Regions from separate parts of the Mus musculus genome. Here all the other regions are linked to region 4. A link is a contact called in public Hi-C, HiCAR-type and promoter capture Hi-C data. All regions are on one chromosome and are shown on one strand. Each heading gives the region's core, a stretch centred on a gene start, on an enhancer-like site or on the middle of the called end of the contact. The rest is flanking DNA. Distances are from core to core; before and after follow the strand shown.

What was found. Hi-C and Micro-C count contacts between places; a contact is called where the count stands out from the background. HiCAR-type assays count read pairs that join an accessible place to other places. Capture Hi-C pulls out chosen DNA fragments and counts their contacts.
Region 1: a promoter capture Hi-C map of liver shows a contact between it and region 4, with 2.2 times the contacts expected there. The contact joins the promoter of Chic1 here to the promoter of Rlim in region 4. A contact is called at or near these places in 3 of 39 promoter capture datasets (liver and stem cell-derived epiblast-like cells), 1 of 115 datasets of contacts at active chromatin or transcription factors (astrocytes) and 1 of 9 other capture datasets (liver).
Region 2: a contact with region 4 is called in a HiCAR-type map of embryonic stem cells, with 8 times the contacts expected there. The contact joins the enhancer-like site here to the promoter of Rlim in region 4. A contact is called at or near these places in 2 of 39 promoter capture datasets (cranial neural crest and liver), 1 of 484 Hi-C or Micro-C datasets (B cells) and 2 of 115 datasets of contacts at active chromatin or transcription factors (embryonic stem cells and epiblast stem cells).
Region 3: a contact with region 4 is called in a Hi-C map of embryonic stem cells, with 8 times the contacts expected there. The contact joins the enhancer-like site here to the promoter of Rlim in region 4. A contact is called at or near these places in 1 of 39 promoter capture datasets (embryonic stem cells), 3 of 484 Hi-C or Micro-C datasets (the G1E-ER4 cell line and embryonic stem cells), 14 of 115 datasets of contacts at active chromatin or transcription factors (acute myeloid leukemia, embryonic forebrain, embryonic stem cells and 6 more) and 2 of 9 other capture datasets (embryonic stem cells and liver).
Region 5: a HiCAR-type map of astrocytes shows a contact between it and region 4, with 5 times the contacts expected there. The contact joins the promoter of Magee2 here to the promoter of Rlim in region 4. A contact is called at or near these places in 6 of 39 promoter capture datasets (cranial neural crest, embryonic stem cells, frontonasal cranial neural crest and 3 more), 1 of 484 Hi-C or Micro-C datasets (cortical neurons) and 4 of 115 datasets of contacts at active chromatin or transcription factors (astrocytes, cardiomyocytes, embryonic forebrain and 1 more).

The regions. Positions count from the first base shown.
Region 1 is chrX:103,355,213-103,358,452 of GRCm38.p6, forward strand. It overlaps Chic1 (cysteine-rich hydrophobic domain 1), which reads left to right and starts at 1,264. Exons shown (of 6, transcript NM_009767.2): 1 at 1,264-1,677. The coding sequence starts at 1,373.
Region 2 is chrX:103,396,759-103,400,139 of GRCm38.p6, forward strand. It overlaps a transcript of Chic1 not described here. Among named protein-coding and RNA genes, the nearest start is that of Tsx, 16 kb to the right of the region's middle. Within about 2 kb of position 1,918, at least 3 of the 459 cell types and tissues checked have an H3K27ac peak or open chromatin away from gene starts, as enhancers often do. A contact at or near this core is called in embryonic stem cells, where this site is marked.
Region 3 is chrX:103,446,457-103,449,669 of GRCm38.p6, forward strand. It overlaps Tsix. Among named protein-coding and RNA genes, the nearest start is that of Tsx, 34 kb to the left of the region's middle. Within about 2 kb of position 1,270, at least 55 of the 459 cell types and tissues checked have an H3K27ac peak or open chromatin away from gene starts, as enhancers often do. A contact at or near this core is called in the G1E-ER4 cell line and embryonic stem cells, where this site is marked.
Region 4 is chrX:103,979,251-103,982,589 of GRCm38.p6, forward strand. It overlaps Rlim (ring finger protein, LIM domain interacting), which reads right to left and starts at 2,035. Exons shown (of 5, transcript NM_011276.4): 1 at 1,813-2,035; 2 at 23-84.
Region 5 is chrX:104,855,733-104,859,119 of GRCm38.p6, forward strand. It overlaps Magee2 (melanoma antigen, family E, 2), which reads right to left and starts at 1,535. Exons shown (of 1, transcript NM_053206.2): 1 at 1-1,535. The coding sequence starts at 1,311.

The DNA.
Region 1 (3,240 bases), core at 14-2,513, 620 kb before region 4:
CACTTGTGAGCAGGCATGTGGGTGCTGGGAATTGAACCAGGCCCCTCTGGAAAAGCCAGTGCTTCTGATGAGCCATCTCTCCAGCCCATCAGTTCTTCATCTATAAAAGACATATAAAGATGCCTACCTCACAAGAGTGTTTGAATTACATGAGCTATGGTATTTGAAAGAATACAGCTTGGAATCTATAGAATGGGTGACGTTAATTAATGTGTCTCTAAACTGGCATACCCTCTGCTGCACACTCTACAGCTCCTCTTCTCCAACCCCAGTCTCTCTCTCTCTCTCTCTCTCTCTCCCTTCTCTCTCTCTCTCTCTCTCTCTCTCTCTTTCTCCCTCCCTCTCTCCCTCCCTCCCTCCCTTCCCAGAAGGGTTTCTCTTTTTCTCTTTGTAACCCTAGCTGTCCTAGAATGAGCTCTGTAAGCTAGGCTCAAAAGATTCTCCTGCTTCTGCCTCCCAAATGCTGGGCTTAGAGGTATGTGCCACTATGCCGGCTTCAGAACACCCATTGCAAACCTGTGTATCCTTATTTATAAGAACCAACCAAAATGCACCACTTCGCCCATTCTTTCCAATCAACTTTAGGCACCATGGCTGTTTGGCTAAAAGAACAGAGCTTTGGGAGTCAGACGAGACTCTGGATTTAAAAGCTCATTGTCATTTATTAGTTCCATGTCTTTGGACAAATTATTTATTCTCTTTGTATATAGATTGCCCTTGTGTGATATGAGACTCAATGTGGTACACCCCTCATAGGGTTGTGGGGAGATTAAATGAGATAAGTACACAGAGCACTTAGCACAGTCTATGATGCTTAGCAAGTCCGCAAAGTACCATTCAACGTAAGAAATTAATAGAAAGTTTCCTCCTTTGAAAAATGTTTACCCTTTTCTCAGAATTGAACAATCTCTGCGTAAGGGAATGACATATGCGTACCTTGAGATATTTTGGGCAATGTCCTAAACTCTCTTTTATAGAATTTGCTTTACCTCAACTGTCTGCATAAAGGCAAATATATCCCGCATTAATTAACAGACACTAAAACGAGAACGTCCCCTGTGTACAAGAGACTGACGTCCGAAACGCAGTATGAAGATCAGCACCCGCAGACCGGACCTCGAGAATTCCCTGGAGTTCACCTCTACCGGCCCCCTCCCCTTGGAGGCGCGCAAGCGTACACCGAATTTACTCCCTGGTCCCTCATGCCCCCGCCTCCAACCCCCGCGCCATCTACCCAACACGCAGGCGCGTCTCCTCAAGCGCTTTCCCCGCCCCCTCCTCTTTCTCTTCAGTCTGTTCCCCCTCCTCTCCCAGCAGCTCCGCAGGTTCAAACTCTTCTCCGGGAGAGTGGCGGCTATCGTGCGGTCACGTGATGAGCATCCTGCTGCCCAACATGGCGGAGTTCGACACCATCTCGGAATTGGAGGAAGAAGAAGAGGCAGCAACATCGTCGTCGTCTCCATCGTCGTCTCCGTCGTCGTCGTCGTCGTCGTCGGTATCTGGGCCCGATGAGGACGAGGAAGATGAGGAGGAGGAAGAAGAGGAGGATGAAGAGGAGGAGGACGAGGAAGAAGAGGAGGAGGAGGTGCCGCCCCCGCCTCGGGTAGTGAGCGAGGAGCATCTGCGGAGATATGCCCCAGACCCTGTGTTGGTGCGCGGCGCCGGCCACATCACTGTGTAAGCGATTGGGGTCGGGGGCTTGCAGAGGCTGAGATTTGACGACAAACCGAATGAGAAGGGCATTGAGGGGCCTGCGGAGTGGGGGGAGGGCTGACTAAAGCGTACTCTTAGCAAAGGGCACCTGGTCAAAATGGCAAAACCGCAGGTTGAATAGGTATCGTGTAAAAGAAGGGGGTGGGAGATAACGCTGCATCGACCCTGAGGAAAGAGTGAGCATAGGACATGGAGTTGCAGGGTAGGGAGCCAGAGAGACTGAAGTAGGGGCGATCTGCTCGTTCGTGCGCTGGCAAGTGAATAGTCTCTAAACTGCAGGATGTACTAGACTTCTCTGCTGCCAAGATTGATGGCTAGTGGAAAACGGCGACTGCTGTGGCAGGTGACATGATCTAGGTTTGGGTTCTTCAAAAACAAAACAAAACAAAAATGTGATGCATTTTGTGAATAATATAAGTATTCATCCACCCACATATTTGTCCATCCATTCTTCCTACCTAATGAATGAATATCGTCATCCTTTCTCTGTTGAACGCACTACTCTGACGTTCCTTTAATATCATATCCTTAGAGTTTCAGGTTAATAGGAACCTATGCAAAGTAGAAAGAGCAATGGATACAGAGTGAGAGATCTTGGTTGCTAAATCTCAGTTTCCCTTCTTACTGGCACTGTGACCTTGGTCAGTTGATTCTTACTTCCAGGCCTTGGGTTCCTCATCTCCAAAATGAAGGGTTCTGAGTGCGTGGTTTCTAACCCCCTTTGGCTCTGAAATAATTTAAGATGTCTACAGGGAATCGTGTATGTCCAGACATTAAATATACAAATATTAAGTATATTAAGTATATAGAAATTAGCCCTTAATGAATTGAGTTTAATTTCTTTAAAACTCAACCCAGATGACTTCTTTTACATTGAATCCTATGTCATATTTAAGGAAATAAAGTGTGCAAGGACTTCTTATCATCTTTGTTGCACAGTAAGAAAAAAATTGATCACTGGGCTTTGAAGAGTGCTTCCTCATTTTTATTGCTTGGATTGCACATACTTGAGAGTTTGAATATGGTGTCGTGTTCATGCTCTTGACTGTGGTGTCTTTTACTGCATTTTCAAACTATATTTGCGCCTTCCTATCAAGTCACACTCTCTTTAATTTTTATCATGGCTCACATAGTCCCTTTGACTCAATTGAGTGCTAGTACGAAATCATCCAGTGTGTACGCTATCTCTTAATTTTTAACATGTTAACTATTTTGACTGTAATACACCTTTTAAATCATTGAATGTATGTATTACCAAATGTTTGTCAATTGTGGAAGGCTTTGGAGGTGACTTTTGGGCCTTATTTTTTATTAGGTAATTTGAAGACAGTTTTTTTTCTTAGTCCAAGATTTTTGCAGATAACCTGTAATGTTCAGGTGCCAACTTCCTGCACCATTTTCCTTCCATTTCTTTTGTCACTAGGGAGACCATTATTCAAACTAATTATGATTCTGGTATCCAGGCTTCTTTTTTGTTTTGTTTTGTTTTGTTTTTCATTCCATGAAATTCTAAAATACTATCATGCC
Region 2 (3,381 bases), core at 668-3,167, 580 kb before region 4:
GCTGGGGCTAATAATCAGGGCTGAAACTACTGATAACAATGATAAATCACTTTGTAGAGATCACTATTACTTGAAGCTTCCTTTTAATGACAACACTTTGCATATTGCCTCTCCTCCCATTGAGTAGTATTGTGTCTGATTGTATAAGTAGTAATTCATGCCATTTATTGGCTTTGGGAACCTTCATTGTACCCAGTGTTTGACATATGGCTAAGTAGAAAGCTGTTTTTGAATGATCTTACTAAACATAAATGTTTAAGCGTAGAGTGTAGAAATATGAAAGTGCTTAGCAAGTCCTGCGTCTTACCAGCAAGTTACTCCTTATCAGCATCTTCTACTTAAGTTGTATTCAGGTGATTAATCCAGTTATACTAGATTTTTTAAAAAATGCCTTTGCAAAATTCATCGAAAATAGCAAAATAAGGGTTAGAAGGATGGCTCAGCAGTTCAGAGCTCAGCTTTCCAGCCTCCATAGGCACACATGAACTCTCAAAAATACACATACACAGAGCACATAAAAATAAGCCTAGTTCTGTCAGTGGAAGTTGTTGACAATGACAGTGGTTCTTTGAAAAGAGCAAGTTGAAAAGCTGAGCAGTAGTGTAGCACACCTTTAATCCCAGCACTCAGGAGGTGGAACCAGGAGGATCTCTGAGTTTGAGGCCAGCCTGGTCTACAAAGTGAGTTCCAGGACAGCCAGGGCTACATGGAGAAACCCTGTCTCAAAAAACAAAATGAAAACAGAGAAAACACATAGAACACAATAGAAACAAATGTATTGGAAAAGTCTAGAAAAAATTGGTGTGGATGACTTCCAAGGGTTTATGTCCATCTCACAGTAAAATAGGAGCCCTAAAATAATGGAGCCCCACCAATTCAAACTTGCCCAGTAACCCCATGCTGGTGGAAGAAGAGATTTCCCACTATTCTAACAGCTTACCTCATGCTCAGGTTACCATATGTGTATCTGCTGCTTTCTGTTCACCTCTTCCAAGTTTAATGCTGTTGTTAGGTAGATAGGGTTAGTAGCCTTGTGGATGGACCTTTCTGGCGTGGTCCTCTATTCACCTGTACTCCCATTGCCTGCCCCGTCCAATTTACAACTTAAAGTTCTCTTGCCCGGGTGGAGAGTTCCTTTAAGTGAAAGCTAAACTTCCTCCCGGTGGAAAGAATGGATTCTGAGCTCTGCCTCTGGCTCTAGGTGGAAACTGACATTCTGATCACTCCAAAGATTAGAAAAAGAGCATACTAGCGTCTCCACCCTCAACAGTTAGCCCATGGCTGGAGGGATGGTTCAGTGGTTGAGGGCTTATTGCTCCTGCAGAAGACTCATATTCAGTTCCCAGCTCCCACATCAAGTGGCTCCCACCTCCTGTAACTCAAGGTCCAGGGGATCCAGTACTCTCTGGTCTCCAAGAGCACTATGGGTCTGGGGTGCACATAAATTTACACAGGCACTCATACATCCATACACAGGAAGTCAATAATTTTTTAAATAATAATAATAATTAATCCAGGTGGGCCTGGAGACCATCCTACAAATTCTTGTCAACCTGCATTATTACTGAACATGCCACCTTGGATCCTAACTCAAAAAGCAGGGCTTCCTCTTTCTCTTTTCTCTCCCTCCTCCTGGCAACTGCTGAGATTGACAGCTTGCATCCTCTGTATGCCTATCTGTTTTTTTCTTGAGGCTAGGCTGTGGGAGTTTTATTGTTTGTTATTGTTTGAATTTTTTTTTTTTGGTCTGTCCTTTTGGGGGGAAGAGGTGGAGGGAACACTGACTTACAATAAATATATATATCCTTGCATGGCCTGAAACTCCCTATGTAGACCAGGCTGGCCTCGGAGATACACCTACCTACCTCTGGCTCCCAAGTGCTCCATTCAAGGCATGCACCACCGTGTCTACCTGTGATTCTTTTGTTAGATTCTTTTGTTAACAAGACTGAGTCCATACTGAGAACCCTGAATTTCCGCATGACAAGGAAGAGACAATGAATCTTTCTTTCCCTGCCTTGTCCAAATTATAAGTAAACTCATTTTCCTTTACCAATTTCCATTCTCAATTCTTTTAAAAATACAGAAAAAGTAACAGCCTAAGGTTTTTTGGGGGAGGGGGTTGTTTTAAGGAATTATTTTATTTTATTTTTTACTTTTTGGTTTTGGGTGTTCTCTGCTCTTTGTTTTGTTGTTACTTCTTTTAAAGGTGGCCAGACCACAGTCACACACAAGGTAGCCTGAAACCCACCAGGTTAGCCCCAAACTCACAGGCAGTGTTCTGCCTTAACATTCCCAACTTGCCTGGATCGCAGGCATGCACCATGCCACTATACCTGGTCAGTGGCAGCCATTTTATGAGTCTGGGTGCTGGGTAACAATAAAGCAAGATGCTTTCAGTCCGTAAAAATCCCTAAATTCGCCGGGCGGTGGTGGCGCACGCCTTTAAAATCCCAACACTCCGGAGGCAGAGGCAGGCAAATTTCTGAGTTCGAGGCCAGCCTGGTCTACAAAGTGAGTCCCAGGACAGCCAGGGCTATACAGAGAAACCCTGTCTCAAAAAACCAAAAAAAAAAAAAAAAAAATCCCTAAAGTCTTAACTGTTTCAGTATTGCTCAAAAGTCCAGTCCAAAGCCTCCTAAAAACACAGCTCTACCTAAGCAGTTAAAACATCAAAAACAAGTTACATACTGCCAAAGCACAATGACACAAAGCATTCCTGTTGCAAAAAGGGAAAACCGGGAAAGAAGGAATCAGACCAAAACTGGGATTGATTTAAGGGTTTATTTAATCTTACTGTTAATCCCAAATGTGGGAGGAGAAAGGCCACCGACTCAGATCATCAGAGCCAAATTAATTAAAGCAAGCTCTTTTATTCATGTTATACATTTTTTTTACTCACTTTACATCCCACTCACAGCCCCCTTCCTGGTAACCCCCTCCCACAATTCTTCCCCCATCTCCCTCTCCCCTTCTCCTCTGAGAGGGTGGGGCCCCTCCTGGGTATCTCCTTCCACTTCCCTGGGCATATCAAGTCTCTGTGACACTAGGTGCTTCCTCTCCCACTGAGGCCTGACAAGGCAGCCCAGCTAAAAGAACATATCCCACAGACAGGCAACAGCTTTTGGGATAGCTCCTGCCCCAGTTGTTCAGGACCCACATGACAACTGAGGTGCACATCTGCTACATATGAAAAGGAGGCCTAGGTCCAGCCTGTGTATGGTTTGGGTCCAGGTTAGTTGACTCTGTTGGTCTATCAATGGAGTTCCTATCCCCTCTGGGACCCACAGTTCCTCCTCCTATTCTTCCATAAGAGTCCCCAAGCTCCATCCACTGTTTAGCTGTGAGTGTCTACATTCATTTGACTCAGCTTCTGGGTGG
Region 3 (3,213 bases), core at 20-2,519, 530 kb before region 4:
ACTCGCTTTGTAGACCAGGCCGGCCTCGAACTCAGAAATCTGCCTGCCTCTGCCTCCTGAGTGCTGGGATTAAAGGCGTGCGCCGCCACCACCTGGTGAAAGGCTCTAATTCTTTTAATATTTCAGACCTGGATGGTATAGAGGGCTTTTGCCAAAATATCACATTCTTGGGGATTTTTGTATTCATTTTACTTGAAGAATCTGCCTTTTTCACTCAGAGGGTTTTTTGTTTCCTCCCTTGGGCTACATCCTATTTCTTTGCAAAGAAGTTCTCCTCATTTTCTACTTTTATAAAATTTGTATCACATACCAGCAAAGCTTTGGGGACTGAAAATTGACATTGGGGTTAAAATGATGGTACAGTGGCTAAGAGCAGTGGCTGCATTTGCAGAGGACCCAGGTTCGATTCCCAAACACTCGAGTACCAGCTCACAGACGCCTGTACCTCCAGCTGCAGGGAGATCTGATGCTCTCATCCGGCCTCTATGGGCTCTGCACACACCCACACACATAAAATAAAAATATTTTTAAAAAATTCTTTGAAAAGAAAATTGGGTTATTATGTGGCAGGAGGATTTTCTTTTCTGTTCCAGTCTAATTGGTGCTCTATAAGCTTCTTGTGTGCTTATAGGTATCTAGGTGTGTTTATAGGTATCTTGTGTGTTTATAGGTATCTTGTGTGTTTATAGGTATCTTGTGTGTTTATAGGTACCTAGGCAGATTGCTCAGTTTGCATTGATACTGACTGTTATACATTTTTTGAAATTTGGATATGTACAGTTTAAGGAAAATTTTTCTCTAGGACATTAAGTCTCTTGTCAATTGAAGGAGAAGTATATCAATCCATTACAGTAGGTTTCCCTCAAACCCAGTCTTTGAGACCGTAAGAGTTTAAGAGAGGGGGCAGGAGGAGGCAAGACTGGGGAGGAAAGGGTTGGGGTGCAGGCAGTCTGCCACAAACCAAACAAATGAGACTGTGTTGGAGCTGAGCCTGGCAGCTTTGGTCTCTGGGTTTCCAGCATTCCAACACTCACCAAGGGCCATTCGACCAGGCAAGCTGCTACCTGCTGGCCTAGCTTTCCCAGCTCTCAAAGGCAAATGGGCTCAGGTTGCAGCCATTCTTTTCTGTGACTCCCACAAGGTCCATGCTCTGTTCCCCTAAGCTCTGCCCCCTCTTCTCTGCGCAGGTGGTCAAGTGTGCTAACCACACCCTCTCAGCAGGATCCCGCGCCTCAAGAGCCTTAGGTCCCGCCCCACACTCCCTCAAACCCTCAGTGCAGCGCTTGTGTCAGGCGCAATCTCGCAAGATCCGGTGAGGCGCTACGTCGTGCTCCACTCGGTCCCAAAAGTACCTGCAAGCGCTACACACTTGCGCTCGGCGCCCTTGCTCTGTTCTCACTTTCCGAGATATCCACGCATCTTGAGTCCTGCATCCACTCCCGGGAGGCGGCTGCGGCAAGCGCGTGATGGAAGAAGAGCGTGATAGCCAGCTAGACAGGTGGCCAGAGCGGAGCGGTGGGTGAGATGCGGGCTAAGGAGAGGGCAGATGCCTAAAGTGCCTGCGGGACGGTGGAGAGGTGCCCGAAGTCCTTGTTGGGGTGGTGGAGAGGTGGCTGAAATTCTTGCGGGATAGTGGGGCGATGGCTAAGTGCTTGCAGGACAGTGGGGCGATGGCTAAGTGCTTGCGGGACAGGGGAGAGGTGGCTAAGTGCTTGCGGGACAGTGGGACAGTGGCAAAGTGCTTTCAGGACAGTGGAGCGATGGCTACGTGCTTGCGGGACAGCGGAAGAGATGGTTAAAGTGATTGCCAAGCAGCAGAAAGATTCCTAAAATGCTTGCCAGCTATGCGGAGATGAAGGTAAAATGCCTGCGTAGTCCCGAACCGATAGTTAAAATGCCTGCCGCATAACGGAGGAATAACTAAAATGTCTGCTGGGTCCTGGAGCCAAAATTTAAAATGTCTGTCCCTTACAGGTGGTTAGACTACCGGTCAGGGACCTGGAAAGATAGCTAACATACATGCCACGTTCCCGGACTAATGGCTCAAATGGATGCCTGGGACTGGGAGACTTTACTAAAATGCCTACCACCGGGGACCTGGGCTATCACTAAAATGCCTGCCACCGGGTACTGGGAGGTCACTAAAATGTCTGCCACGGGGTACTTGGGCTATCACTAAAATGCCTGCCACCGGGTATCTGGGCTATCACTAAAATGCCTGCCACCGGGGACCTGGGAGGTCACTAAAATGCCTGCCACCGGGGACCTGGTAGGTCACTAAAATGCCTGCCACCGGGGATCTGGGAGGTCACTAAAATGCCTGCCGTCGAGGATCTGGGCTATCACTAAAATGCCTGCCACCGGGGATCTGGGAGGTCGCTAAAATGCCTGCCACCGCTTACTGGGAGGTCACTAAAATGTCTGCCACGGGGGACTTGGGCTATCACTAAAATGCCTGCCACCGGGGACCTGGTAGGTCACTAAAATGCCTGCCACCGGGGATCTGGGAGGTCACTAAAATGCCTGCCGTCGAGGATCTGGGCTATCACTAAAATGCCTGCCACCGGGGATCTGGGAGGTCGCTAAAATGCCTGCCACCGCTTACTGGGAGGTCACTAAAATGTCTGCCACGGGGGACTTGGGCTATCACTAAAATGCCTGCCACCAGGGATCTGGGAGGTCACTAAAATGCCTGCCACCGGGGATCTGGGCTATCACTAAAATGTCTGCCACTGGGGATCTGGAAGATCGCTAAAATGCCTGCCACCGGGGACCTGGGCTATCACTAAAATGCCTGCCACCGGGGACCTGGGCTATCACTAAAATGTCTGCCACTGGGGATCTGGAAGATCGCTAAAATGCCTGCCACCGGGGACCTGGGCTATCACTAAAATGCCTGCCACCGGGGACCTGGGCTATCACTAAAATGTCTGCCACTGGGGATCTGGAAGATCGCTAAAATGCCTGCCACCGGGGACCTGGGCTATCGCTAAAATGCCTGCCACCGGGGACCTGGGCTATCACTAAAATGCCTGCCGCCGCCAGGGACCTGGGGAGATCGCTAAAATCCCTGCCTTATAACCAACCCCTAGAGGTCGACTAAAATGTCTGCTGGGCAGAGCAGAGGTGATGAAAATGTCTGGGATAGCGTAGAGATGGTTGGCTAAAATGTTACAGGTAGATATGCAAAGCGTTCAATAAGCCTGGCGTGGG
Region 4 (3,339 bases), core at 785-3,284:
GAGACAACACAAAAATAATTACCTGTCTTTTAGGACATAGTATTGAAATCCAATAAACTGGATTTTAGTCTTCTTCACTCAGCTCTAGAAAAAAAAAAGCATTCATTATTCTTCCTATTACAAAATCCGTATTTTCTTTGAAATACAACAAATTCTTAAAAACACATTTTGGTTATATATATCATAACCCAACCTAACTTAATGTTAGTATTAGTATATTTGGACAACCAAGGTCAGAAGGAACCAGGAGTTAGATAAAAGATTTCCTTTAAAGGCCAAGAGGCAATCTACCTTTTAATATTAGCTTGTTTAAAATAGGCTTTTCCTTATCAGACTAATAATTATTTTCAAGTTCTACGAGCCACTTTCAAGAACTTATTTGGCATACCACAGTAGCCTAAGGCAGAAATTAAAATAATAAAAATCATCAGGACATTTTAAGCTAAGAGATATTTGTGACCTTTTCAGCATGATTGTTTGCCCTTAAATAGTTATCTTAAAGGGTGCTTGGGTTGGTCCTTTTAGATCCTTAACCTGTATTTCAGAAACTGATTTGAGGAAAAGGTGGACCTGTAATTGTGCCTGCCTCCTAATTATAAAGAATCAAAGAAATGATTAGGACTACACTTCCTATTCTTTCTGTCTTCAATCATTCAAACGCACGGTGGCTAATTACAAGTCAAGAAATGTAAGCAACTTATTTCTAGGAAAAAAAAACATATATACAGTGGGGCCTGCCAGGAGCCCATGAGAATCTGATATAAAATCCCTTTCCCCTCCAAAAGAGGAAAAAAATGACCTAAATAACTAGTCTCCTAGGCCTCAGATGCCAAACGAACCTGTGGAATAAGTATGGTGAAACTGTCCAGGAAAAGAACGTGGCTGTCTCCTCCATCTTGAAATTAATCAGCAGAAGGGGGAAAGGGACTGAGTATTCAGGAAGCAGAAGCCCAACCGGTTAATACTAGTTACTAAGCTATGGCGTACGTGGCAGGTACCGCCCGCCCGCAGAAGCAGAGACCCTTAGGGGTTTTTTTCTGAGTGGGGGAGGGGTAGGGCTGCTGGCAGATCACACGGAAATTAACTTGAAAATAGTCTGGCTCAATTCCCACACTTACCAGGGAAAACAACCCGCAACGTCTTTTCCCTCCGTTTTTTTAATTTTTTTTTTCTTGTGAGGAGGAAAACCCTTCTAGTAAAATCTGGCCAAGGATACACTTAGGGCTAAAGGTGCAGGGAAGCAAACCACGTTTGTCTCCGATCCTCCCGGAAGACTGTCACCGTAGCCCCAGAGGTTAACAAACTGGTCATGCCCTACAGAAGCGTTCAAAATGAGGCTCTGCGAATCCTGTGAAAATCTGAAGGTTCAAGAGTTCCCAACATCCGAATTAAGAGCACCTCCACCCCACTTCCCCAAACCCTAGCCCGATACGCAACGCGGGGCGACGACGATGGGGGGTGGGGGGAACCTCTTAGTAAGAAGCACTGGAGCCATCCTCACGCCTGAGGCCCGGAGTCCAGGATCGCCTCCCCGGCGTTCGTTCTTAGCTCGGGAGGGCCGGGCCCCGACTCCACGGCCTGGGAGAGGAAGTCCTGCCCGACTCCTTCCCCTTCTTCCACGAGCGGGGCCGACACACGCCACCCAACTAAAATGGCAGCGGCGACTACGCCACGGAGCCCCCCACAGCCGGGAGCCCAGGTCCGGAGGCCGTAGTGGGTGTCTCGGCCGCGGCTGGCCAACTCGGGCCATTTTGAGGGCCGCGGCCCCTGCCTGCCTCCAGTCCGACATCCCATTTCTCGGGGTGCCCGTACCTTCACTTACACGGTGTTTCGGCCAGGAGGGAACTCAACTGGGCTCCGCCGCCGCCACTGGGACCTCCGCTGCGCTACTGTGCTGCCGCTGCCGCCGCGTTCTAACCCGCCTCTAAACCCGGGCAAGAGACCCGCCTCTAGAACAGCGCCAGCTCGGAGACGTAGCTCAATCAGCCATTATCTTCCCCATTGTTACCTAGCACTGACAGGAAATGACTGCCCACAACAGGAAGTGATGCTGCGCTCCCAGCTTCACAGGCCCCCGCCCAGACTGCTGGCCAGCCAATCCCAGTTGAGCCCTCGAAAAGGCCTGGTGGGCAGAGGAGGGGCCGGACAGACTACCCGCCCAGACGGGCGGCGGGTCGGGAAAAAAATGCTACTGGGACGCCCACCATGTGACAGGCCCCACCCTCCTTCGCCATTTTGAGTTGTAGCGAGAAATTCGCGTTCTGAGAATTGTGGGAACCTTCGCTTTCCCATTTTGAAAGCTGAAGGACGTCACAGTCGGGCCGCTTGAAGCCCTTCACAGAGAACAAGAATGTAGTATCGGTGTAACTGGCATTGATCCATACAGTCCAGACTAGTGTAGACGGCAGCCAACCTTTTATTCAACATGTATTTATCGAATGCCAACTGTAGCTCAAGCACAGCTGTAGATGTTGAGGAAGTTGAACCATAAATTAAGTTGAAATAGTCCAAGAATTCTCAGTCCTTAAGGGATTTGGTAATCTAGGGTGAACACACTTATAAAACAATTTGTTGCTAAATACTAGAGATTAAAAGTGAGGAAGTGGGTGGAGGCATAAAACGTGGGGACAAAAGTGAATTTGCAATGTTAAAAAGTGGTGGGGAAGGCCTCCTCGAGGCTCTAACTAGAGTACTTTAAAAGGGTGTGGCGATTTGTAAATGGATGGGAAAAAGTGATAGTGGGGGAATTCGAAAAGGGCGGTTAAGGAAGCGTCTATTGGATGCTAAAGCCTAAAGAAAGGACCAGAGGGAATGCGCCATACACCTTTCAGTTCCCATTGTTCAGTTAAAGGGAATAAGAACCCAACCGCCCCCACCCCGTTTTAAAGTACGTCTCTGTGTTCCCACCCTATTTTTCTGTTTTCTGATAAAAGAACAGGTAGACTAACTTTTTTACTGTTGTTCCAACGAACCTAACTTATTGCTACATCAGTTGCTTAAACTGGGCTGGAAGCTGGAAGCTGGTCGACGGTGGCTCGCCTTTAACGCCAGTACTCAGGAGGCAGAGGCAGGCAGATCTCTGTGTAAGTTTAAGGCCAGCCTGGTATACTGAGTGAGTTCTACGACAGCCAGGGCTACACAGAGAAACCCTGTCTCGAAAAACAAAAACAAAAAACAAAAAAAAGGCACACACATAAACTACACTATAATATTTTTCTTTTCATATTTTTTACATGGATCGTCTAGGCCTCACCTCACCTCCTAGAGAAACCCGTGACCACTCTATTTAACCTTCTCCATTACCTACGTAATTTTCTGTAAAGCACTTAGTTTATCTCA
Region 5 (3,387 bases), core at 285-2,784, 880 kb after region 4:
TTTCCTCCCTACATCAACACTGAATCTCTGGAGTAAGTTCCAGATCTTGGCCTCTTTGACACGGTTGCCCATCAGGAAGATCAAACCCAGGATTGGCATCAAGTATTCTTGGGTGGGTCTGCCCAGGCTCTCTAGCATTACTTGTTCTTCTTCTGATTCTGGTTGGGGGACAAGGAGGTAGATGTGCTCACTGGTATCAACCTCAATCAGAGAGAACCCATAAAACAGATCAAGGATTAGAGTGGCTCTGCTGAGGATATTTGGGAACACATCCTGGAATTCTTTGCCAGTATTAGCAAATAGCTCATCCTGATGGATAGGCAGCAACTCCTCAGTGACACCAATGGCCAACTGGACCAATTCATTTGCTTTATCATTCATAGTGTCCTCTGACCAGAACTCTAAGCCAGCAGCCTGGCTTCTCTCTTTGGCTTTGTCAGCTTCCAGAGCTTTGTTATATTCTTCTGGCCAGCTCCAGGGTTCTTCATCATGGGCCTCTGCTACAAACTTCAGGGCTTCCATCTTTGTGATTTCACTGTGAGCTCTAGAGCCCCACAGGAACTCAAATTCAAGGGGATTAGTGCCATATACTGGCCAGTACTCCAAAAATCGCATATGGACAAAGTCAATAGTAAGGAGGTTTCTTGTGTTCCCAAACTGGTTGTTGATCCTCTGAGACCCATCTATCACATCCACCTTTAACAGCAGGTCCCAAATGGAGGCCTCTCTTGCCCGGTTGCCATTCAAGAGAATATGGCCTAGGACCAAGGCCAGGAGACCCGCTTTTGGTATGTCCAGGGTCTCTGCTAGCCGTTCAGTGGTCTGGGGACCTGGTTTGCTGATTAGGTTGTAAGTGTCCATCTGAGGATCAAGGACTCTCAGATTCAACCCAAAGACCCGATCCAGATGAGCTGAGGCTCGTCTGAGTATCTCAGGGAACTGATCTGAGTATTCTTTGAGAAACTCCAGCATTTCTGACTGTCGGATAGACCCCTCATTTTGGCTTTTCATGCGCATGAAATTCACTAAAGCAACCGACCTCTCTTCAAGAGGGTCGTGGACCCTGAGCGCCCCCAAACGTCGGGACTGCTCGTCGATGAGAACCTCGATGTCACTCGGGTCCCGCACAGCCTGGGAAGCGCTGGCTCCCTGTGGATCGTTTGGAATCTCAGGGCCCTGGGGAGCTTCGAGGGCTAGCATGGAGGTGGCAGGCCCGGAGGCATTAGTAGCCTGCATTTCACCCTGGCTGTTGCTGTAATCGGCGGTAGTCTCTGCGCTGCTTTGGCGCGCATTCTGGCTTACCAGAGACATGGTTCCAGGAGACAGGAACGCGAACGCGGAGGTCAGCGATCCGTCGCAGGGAGGATCTGAGGTGTGTTGGCAGCTCAGCTCAGAGCCGAAGCCTGATACTCAGGAGCTGTGCGGTTCGAAAGTGAGAGCTGGCGAGACAGGCGATCCTTTTACAAAAGCAGTAGCCAGCAATGAAGGAAAGCCTAAGAGCACCTAGCTTTGCCGCATCCTACGCAGGCGCACTCAAGCTCTGCAATGTGGTGACCACGCCCCGCTCAGGCTTCCTCTCCCGCCCCCTCCCACTACTGACTGAAAGGCCAGGCTTGCTGTGGGGTTCGAACTTATTAGGGAATCAAATTCGCACAAAGGAACAACGGAGATGAAGTAGAAGAATTAGAGGAAGGGAACGTTTTTCTAGTTTTTCTGCGAGGTATTAAGCACCTTGGTAAGGCTTAATAGAGGATGGGGGCGGTATTTATGATAATTGTAGAGTCATTAAGGCCTCCGCCAACTAAACAGATTATTTCTTGAGACTATGCCCATTTCAGGCACACTGCTTTGTATTTGTGAGATGCATCACTGATTGCTGTGAGGACAAATTGATTATTCCTTCCCATATGGAGCTTGCAGACCATGCATTCTAGGGTTCCTTCAACCAGTGGTGATGCGCGCCAACCCTTTATCTAGCCCTTACTAGGTAACAGACCTAGTGTTTCACTTTTCTCATATTAAAATCACTGAGTCTTAACTAGTCTAAATGGTGTTCATCTTAAAGATGAGAAAACTGGCACAGGGAGGTGAGTTTGACTGTAAAAACTCGGGCAGCTACAAGGGAAAGAGATCCGGCTTGAATCCTTTTATCAGAGCCCAGAACATAAGCACTTTTCTATCACACCATCTGACTTTCAAGGAGTTCTTAGTTCTATTTTATAAACGCGTCTCAGATAAAATTGATGGAAACCAGCACAAGTCAATTTACATATAGCACAAACACAGAAGTAGTGAATGTCAGTTTTGTCTGAAGTGTCTTGGATTGGAGGTAGTTGCTGAAAAAGAGTCAGAGGAGCTGAGCTCTAAGTGATCAGAGGAATGGGAAGAGTTCATGCTTTGCAAGGGTGTTGTAGCGTTTGGTAACATCAAGAAAGGTCCAGAAGTATGAGAATAAAGTATGAGGGTGTGTAACTGCCAGTTATCCATGTCGGCTAGAGTATGGGTGGGAGACAAGGACAGAGGTGGCTAAACAGGAAGGACTGGCTTTTTCCCTGTATGTCAGAACTGTTTAGGGCTGCACACAAGAGTAGGTTTGTACATGTGTATTTGAGGACTGACCCATAGTCCAAACACTCTGGCCAGGAAGAAAGTTGGGTTGCTCTATTTTCTTGGAGTGCTGCCACAGTAGTTAGGCTAAAAGCTCAGTTGTAATCCAGGAATTCAATGAAAGGAAGGAAGGAAGAAAAAATATGTCAGATTGTCATCTGCAGCCACATTTGAAGTCCTTCCACATTCTTGATGGTAATGGTTACTGTTTTACATTCAGTGATCCACTGCCCTGAAATTCCTTCAGAGGCCACTCACTGACATGCACCCATGACATTTTCCACATCTTTCTTTTTAAAATGTACACTCTACTATAATAGAAAAGTAGGAGATACAGGATCAAGTATTTTGCCCAAACTGGGCAAAAGGGACTTGTGTTTACTACACAAATGTGTATTCATGTTCTATAAGACAGAATGTGTGCTGTGTGCTGATCTGTTGATCATGCCTTAGGAGAGTCTTGTGAAAACCAGTGCCCTCTTAGCTGCTGCAACTGTACAACTTGGGTCAGTTTGGAAGGATCTTTTACTCGAGTTTTCCCAGTCTCCAGAAGGTAATGTGTTCTTTGTCTTAGATTGGTGTTTCTCAAAGTAAAACTAAGTTTAGTTTGTTTGTTTGTTTGTTTTAAATCCTCTCTACTTGCTAGAAATAAAACCTCACTCATAGTGGGAGTTGGACTTATTTTTCCCATCTAGTAAAGGGAAGCAACATCAAAAGGAAAAACAACACCTTAACTCTGAAATGATATCTCAGTCCCACTTCTTGGCATTCAATCCCTTA